2 separate regions of the Sus scrofa genome follow, and region 2 is linked to region 1. Evidence: chromatin contacts called from public HiChIP or PLAC-seq data. All regions are on one chromosome and are shown on one strand. Each heading gives the region's core, a stretch centred on a gene start, on an enhancer-like site or on the middle of the called end of the contact. The rest is flanking DNA. Distances are from core to core; before and after follow the strand shown. Region 1 holds the start of LOC102167410 (5-formyltetrahydrofolate cyclo-ligase). Region 2 has its middle 18 kb from the start of BCL2A1.

Region 1 (3,661 bases), core at 800-3,299:
GAGCAACAATCTTTTTTTTTTTTTTTTTTTTTTGTCTTTTTGCCATTTTCTTGGGCCGCTCTCGCGGCATATGGAGGTTCCCAGGCTAGGGGTCGAATCAGAGTTGTAGCCACCAGCCTACGCCAGAGCCACGGCAACGCGGGATCCAAGCCGTGTCTGCAACCTACACCACAGCTCATGGCAACGCCGGATCGTTAACCCACTGAGCAAGGGCAGGGACCAAATCCGCAACCTCATGGTTCCTAGTCGGGTTCGTTAACCACTGCGCCACGATGGGAACTCCAATCCTATCTTTTTTTTACCCCAACCCAGTACAAAGCAAAATATAGACTAATGTAGGCCTTCAATATATGTGAACTAATTAGCTAAATTTTAAGCACCTGGAGAGTAAGGCTAAGCTCCTATATTTCTCTATATCCACTAAAGCAAGCAATACTTTCTTCATAATAGCTTTAAAAATTCCATTTGAATAAATATACTAACATCTGCATAGATCACCTCCTGCACACCTATGCATACGAAGAGTGAAGTGAAATGCTTGTATTTGCTTTTATGGCTTTAACCCATAGGATCCTTGAATTTGAGAAACTAATGAATGATAGAATAGTGAAGAGCAATTAAAAAATTCTTAGGACAGGAGTTCCCAACGTGGCTCAGTGGTTAATGAACCCGACTAGTATCCATGAGGACGAGGGTTCGATCCCTGGCCTTGCTCAGCAGGTTAAAGATCTGGCTTTACCCTTGTAGGTTGAAGATGCGGCTCAGATCCAGCACTGCTGCGGCTGTGGTGTAGGCAGACAGCTACAGCTCAGATTTGACCCCTAGCCTGGGAAATTCCATAGGCCACAGGTGCGGCTCTAAAAACACAAAAGATCAAAAAAAGAAAAATTCTTATGCCATATCTAATTTAAGGGAACATCAAGGAAAAGGGCTCTCCTGCTAATTTCCGAATACAATATTGGGATCTATATGAGAGACAGGATGTTGGGGAAGACAGGAAGACAGATCATTAGTTTATCCCAGAATTACTAATATTTACTTATTCACAGGACATCAGTTTTTTCCCCTCGGATGTCCAACAAAAATCAGTCTCCCAGACATTTTCTAGAACATACTCTCAAGACAGGATCTGATTGCCATTTTACTGATAAGAAAATTGGCACTACATAAACAGACTGAAAATATAATTCAAGTTGGTCGGCAAAAGTAATGAAACCGAGTATGACAACCGACAAGGAACCCGATTCATTCTCCTAATTTCCCTCTTCTGCTTCCTATCTTCCCAGGGAGCCTAAGTATGAGACTCGGTTCTTTCTTCCACTAATTCGAAAAAAGCATGTAATTTCACCTACTGCGGGCAAGAAGGTTAGGCCCTAGGGTTACTGAGAAAGGGCCCAGCCCTCCACACGCTCAATGAAGTGCCGGCAGCACTGGGCTTCAGTCCTGTTACACCTCTGCATCCTTTCTTGCGCTCCATCGTCTGAAATAACTGCATCTTTCTCTGGATATTTTACTGATACTACTGGACTCTTCTTTGTAATTGAGACTCACTGAAGGCACCTTGGCGCTCAGGGGTTCACCTGTCTTCCCCTCCAGATCTTTCAGTTCTCACGCTGCTCGTACCTCAGCAGTCTGTCACCCATTTCCATCCTCTCCCTCCAAAGCCCCATAACTCCCCACGCCGCGGTCAACCCCACGAGCCGGTGCCCAAGAGCAACCAGACGCCCACAACCGGACATGCGCACACTCAAAGGACTTTGCACGCGTTTGCGGGACGTGCGCGCGCCTGGCGGACGTGCGCGCGACAGAGGCTTGCGCCTGCGCAGAGACAGAGGCCTGATGTTGCCTGGTCCTGGCGCTGTGGGCGCCGTCCTCGCGATCTCCCACCTTCTGGGTTAAGAGGCGGGACTGGCGCAGCCGCTCCTCGGCGCTCACCGCCCGCAGACGCTGCTTCAGCTCGGCCCGCAGGCTCCGCTTAGCGCCGCTCACGGCCGCCGCCGCCATCTCGCGGGCGCGATCTGGCCCCTTGTCCGCACGCCGCTGGATCTGCTGGCGCGGGGGAGGGTCCGGGCTCCGACGGGCGGGCCGCTCGCTTCCGGGTCGCGAGGAGCACCACGCCTCCCGCACTTGGGACCCGACTTTCGTGCAGCCTTTGCGATCTACGCACGCCCCTCCCCCAGCAGGTCGCGGTCACCGACTTCCCGGTTGCTCGCTCTGTCTGCATCCTGAACTGCTCTGCATGCCAGACCTCCTTGGGCCTGCAGTACTATTGGAAGGAGTACTATAAACGCCACTCTTGATTCCCTACGTGCCATGTGTCATGTAGTACTGGGACTGTCTGGGGCCTGAAAAGGCTTAGGCAAGCCACAAAGAGAATGTGGGCGATAGACAGTCCTACTAGTTACAGGGAAAATTACCTTTATTTATTCATTTATTTTTCTGTAATAACACCTTCCTCTTTTTCTTTTCCTGTAGCTGGGAGGGAGTTGGTTTACTGCTGATGGGTGGGACAGATCACTGATGAAGCAAGTGACCTTCCCTTTACTCGCAGCTTCTGTCTTCTGTTCACGTCTAGATTATTTAGGGATTATTTAGGACTGAAAGTAAGTCCATTACAGGGTTAAAGTCCAACAAGATTTTCACTGTGGAATAACTGGAACTTGCTCCTACTATAAAAGTTCTATTCCTTCAGAAACAGATGATTATGGAATTCTCGTTGTGGCTTAGTGGAAATGAATCTGATTAGTATCCATGAAGATGCAGATTCAATCCCCTGACCTCAATCAGTGGGTTACAGATCTGACAGATCTGATGTTGCCAAGAGCTGTGGTGTAGGTCACAGACACAGCTTGGATCTGGCGTTGCGTTGTGGTGTAGGCTGGCAGCTGCAGTTCAATTTGACCCTATGGTGGGAACCTCCATATGCCCTGGGTGTGGCCCTAAAAAGACACAAGGAAAAAAGAAACATGATTAGGAGCGGAGACCCGAGACTTTTTTCCTTGCAGGGTCTGTGATCTGAATTGGGAGAAGAGAAGGTGGTAACTTAAGGGAAGAACTAGGTGTGGAGGAAGGCTCTTTTATGTCAGTTTTACCCCTGACAATGTTCACACTCGGTAATCTGAGGAAAAGGTGAGAAAGCTAATTATTTGGTGGATAAAGAAAATAGACTTTGAAGTTGTTGGACGTTTAGAGGAAATATAGAAAGTTTATGTGAAAGTTTATAAGTTTTATGTCAATAAATCAACTTTACTAAAATCTGTATGGGAAAAGAGGCATGGAAGAATAGCTAGGAAAACACTGAAAATGAAAGACCACAGTGGGGAACTAGCCTTTCCAGGCACTGAAACATATTATAAAGCCTCTATAATTAAAACAGTGTGATACTGCCACTTGAATATACAGTGGACCAGTGCAATAGAATAGAAAGGACAGAAATAGGCATACAGTGGACTTCCTAGCCTCCAAACATAATCACAAGAGCCAATTCTTTATAATCTTTCTGTAGGTAGATATTGTCTGTTGCTACTGTTGTGGTGTATATGTAACCCCAAAAATATGAGCAATGAAAGAAAAGTAAATTGGACTTCATCAAAATTAAGAACATTTGGGAGTTCCCATCGTGGCTCAGTGGTTAACGAATCTGACTAGGAACCACGAGGTT
Region 2 (3,771 bases), core at 1,156-3,655, 43 kb after region 1:
ACACACATGCATACAACTACTTTAATGTATTAAGAAGCTAGATCGTTAAGAATGGATAAGTCATGAGGTCCTACTGTACAGCGCAGAGAACTGTATCCAGTCTCTTGGGACAGACCGTGTTGGAAGATAATATAAGAAAAGGAATGCTTATATATGCATGACTGGGTCACTTTGCTGCACAGCAGAAATTGACACTACATTGCAAATCAACTACTATTTTTTAAATGTTAAAAAAAAAAGAAGCTAGATCACGAATTGACTATAATGGAAAAAAATGTTATTGGCATCTCTGTATGTACCTCAAAACGAGTTCCATGTGGTATTGCTAGTGGTGTCATCTAGGACATGAGGTACCTGAAACAAAAGCTAGATTCTTATGAAACTCTGGGAATGAAAGTGTTGACAGTGTTTTACAAGCAAGCTGACTTTTGACGACTTTTCTGCATCCGTACCGTCAGTGATCTTAGTATGAGAGGGGAGACCCATAAGCTAGTTTGATTAGCCCTCAAACTAAAGATTAAGTACTGGGAGTTCCTGTTGTGGCGCAGTGGTTAACAAATCCAACTAGGAACCATGAGGTTGCAGGTTCAATCCCTGGCCTTGCTCAGTGTGTTAAGGATCCAGCGTTGCCATGAGCTGTGGTGTAGGTCGAAGATGCGGCTCGGATCTGGCGTTGCTGTGGCTCTGGCTACAGCTCCAATTAGCCCCCTAGCCTGGGAACCTCTATATGCCATGGGAGCGGCCCACCAAATGGCAAAAAGACAAAAAAAAAAAAAAAAAAAAAATTAAGTACTGGGTTAACTTTGGGCAAATTGAACCATATAAATTGGAAGATATCAACCTCATTACTTCACAGCAGACTTTAATGTCTATTTACCACTTGGAATTTGGGGTTAGTAGATGCAAACTATTGCCTTGGAATGGATAACAATAAGATCCTGCTGTATAGCACTGGGAACTCTATCTAGTCACTGATGATGGAGCATGATAAGGTGAGAAAAAAGAATCTATACATGGATGTGTGACTGGGTCACCTTGCTGTAGAGCAGAAAATTGACAGAACACTGCAAACCAGCTATAATCAGAAAATAAAAACCATTATTAAAAAAATAAAGTTTATTTACCAAATAGTTTGTTTTAAGAAGCTGGAACTTTACCCATTTTATGTAGGGTCATGATTTAAAATACTTATGTATTATATTTTATGATTATGTCCTGTTTGAAACCCTCTTATGGCTTCCTTTAACTCTGGAAAAAGATTTCAAACTTTACCCTACCTACAAGAGCCAGGCTGTCTGGGCCCTGGCCCCTTCCACCCAGTTCCGGCCCTCCCTCCTATTGCTCACCCCACTCTGACCACACTGGTCATCTTGCTTTTCCTGGTACACAACGGTACCCACCGTGCCCCTCAGGGCCTCTGTATTCGAGGTTTCACGCTACTTGGAATCCTCTCCTCCAGGTATTTGCATGGTTCTCTTCCTCACCTTATTTACTTCATAGCTCTTACTTATTTGTTTGCTTATGTTTCTATTGTCTGTCTTTCCCACTAGGACGTAAGCATCCAGAGGGCAGAAGCCTCTCTTTTCACCACTGTAACTTCAGCACCTGGAACATAGTGAGCAATCCTTCAATATTTGGTGACTGAACACTTGAATGAGTGGAGAAAGGCTGTTTGAGCTTTACAGAGAGACAGAGTCTTGATGACAGCATTCCAGCTCCTGGATCCAGCCAGACCTGCACCAGCTATACTACTGGACTTTTCAGTTATATCAATCTAGACCTGAGGCAGACAGGAAGGGAGAATCTATATTCTGTGTTCGGCAGCCAGCTGGCAAGAGTGGAAAAAGCCAGCCTGGCCACTCTCCGAATCTGTAATATCAGAGATGTCTCCCAATCAAATAATAGCAATATTAGGTATGTTTTGAGAACTACTCACCTCCCTGCTCCAGAAGAGCAGCCTGAAAGGACCTCAAATAGGACTTTGACCCTCATGAAGGGGTCCTCCACCCACTCCCCACTGCCCCCTCTCCCCCAGCTAAGAGCAGGGTAGGGAAGCAGCAGCCCCTCCTTTGCTGGCAAGACTTTGAAAGTTCAGCTTCGAGCACAAGTGAATGTAGTATTTTTCAGCACAATATGGACAAGGCCAGCTTGGCTTCCTCATCCCCAGAAAGGGTCCTCCCTTTACCCAAAGTGCCACGGTGCTGCCCCTTCCTTGCCCCTCAAGACGCTGCCCAGTGGACAGGGAGGGAAAAGACTCAGTCCAGACCAAGATCAAGCGTTATCGTCCTTCATGCCCCAAGGCTTCTGGAATACTCTTCCCCTCACTCTGCCTATGCTGCCTTGAACCACACCAGGAGGCAGGAAGAGGTTCCTGCTCCATGGGGAAACCCCTGCACCCTGGCCTGAGTCGGAAGTCACAACAGCGTCAGCTGTGACCGGATCTTATAAACCAGACCAGATTTCCTCTCGTCACAAAGCCACTGTGTCTGTGGTTTTTCTTTTTCAGGGTACAGCTGTAATTAGTGCTTGGGAGTCCAAGGCCACAAGGGTCCAGAGAGCAGGGGCCCAGCTGTATGGCACCCCACTTTCCAGCAGGAACACAGCCCAGCTGAGAGTAAGGCCATGCGCTGGAAAAGACATTCTGAGACCCGGGTGCTAGTCCTAGCTCTGCCGCTAAGGTAAATCCCTTCACCTTCCAGAATTCCCTACGGGTTCATCATGATAACACCTGCCATGCATAGATGCTGTGGGGATCAAATGCACTAGTCAAAATAAGGGTCTTTCACCAACTCAAAAGTTCTGCGTCCTCTGAGCCGCTTCAATGTGCTCTAGTGACTCTGGGGTCTTTCTGGTTCAGGTTTCTCCTAACACGTTCCCTCCTTTACTCCTTCACCACACACTTTGCTGTGACATTCAGTAGCTTTGCATCGCCTGGAGCTAAGAGTCCTGATGCTGGGAGTTCCCAGGTCTGGTTTCCGGGCCTATTTTCCACACTGGGGCCTCAGTTTTTCCACCTGTAAGCTAAGAAAGTCAGACCAAGGCATTTCCAGATTCTCTCCAAGCTCCCTAAACTCTTCGATCCTTATCTTAGATCATTAGAAGGGCTTACTAGCCTCCTAAAATAAGTTGAGCAGCTTCTACTCCTAAAAAAAGGGAGGTGGGGGGGTGGGAGAGAGATGAAACAAGCTGGAAAAAATGTTGGAAATTTGTGAAGCTGGGGGAGGGGGACATGTGTGTTCTCTATTCTCTTTAATCTTGTGCATGTTAAGATTTTTCAAACTGAAAAAAGGTGCACATCTTTTTTTTTTTTTTTTTAATAGAGGCGCCATTGAATTTGAGCATCACTATGACCTTTGTTTTCTGGCTTTCTCAAGAAGTAACCAGCCTGAAGAAAGGGTACCTTCCAAAGGAAACTCCCTTCCTTTGTCATCCTTCGTATCCCCATCTCCGTGCCTGCCCCAGACAGCTTCCACAGTGGCTCCAACATCAGAAAAGCTTGGGGGATTTCCAGAACCTTCTGTTCCCACTTCCCATTTCTGAAAAGTTTTGAACTATCGCATATGTAAAGCAAAGAGTCACAGACAGGGGAAAACTCAAGTTTTTGGCCAACTTAGGGGCTTTAAGGAAGCCTCGCTGTGGGGCTGCTCGCAGGAGAACTGTTCATAGTTCAGGGTCACCTGCTCAGTTCTTCCCTCAACCAGAGGGAACTTGAAGTCACTCCCCTTTTCCAACCTGGCTAGGCTGGCAAGCCCAGTGGAAGTTACTGCCCCC

The links. HiChIP or PLAC-seq counts read pairs in DNA pulled down with a chosen protein or histone mark.
Region 2: a contact with region 1 is called in an H3K27ac HiChIP or PLAC-seq map of alveolar macrophages. The contact joins the enhancer-like site here to the promoter of LOC102167410 in region 1. A contact is called at or near these places in 1 of 5 promoter capture datasets (liver), 7 of 47 Hi-C or Micro-C datasets (alveolar macrophages, blood, liver and 1 more) and 1 of 2 datasets of contacts at active chromatin or transcription factors (alveolar macrophages).

Annotation. Positions count from the first base shown.
Region 1 is chr7:48,871,401-48,875,061 of Sscrofa11.1, forward strand. It overlaps LOC102167410 (5-formyltetrahydrofolate cyclo-ligase), which reads right to left and starts at 2,050. Exons shown (of 6, transcript XR_002345772.1): 1 at 1,888-2,050.
Region 2 is chr7:48,913,621-48,917,391 of Sscrofa11.1, forward strand. No RefSeq gene overlaps it. Among named protein-coding and RNA genes, the nearest start is that of BCL2A1, 18 kb to the left of the region's middle. Within about 2 kb of position 2,406, at least 13 of the 83 cell types and tissues checked have an H3K27ac peak or open chromatin away from gene starts, as enhancers often do. A contact at or near this core is called in alveolar macrophages, where this site is marked.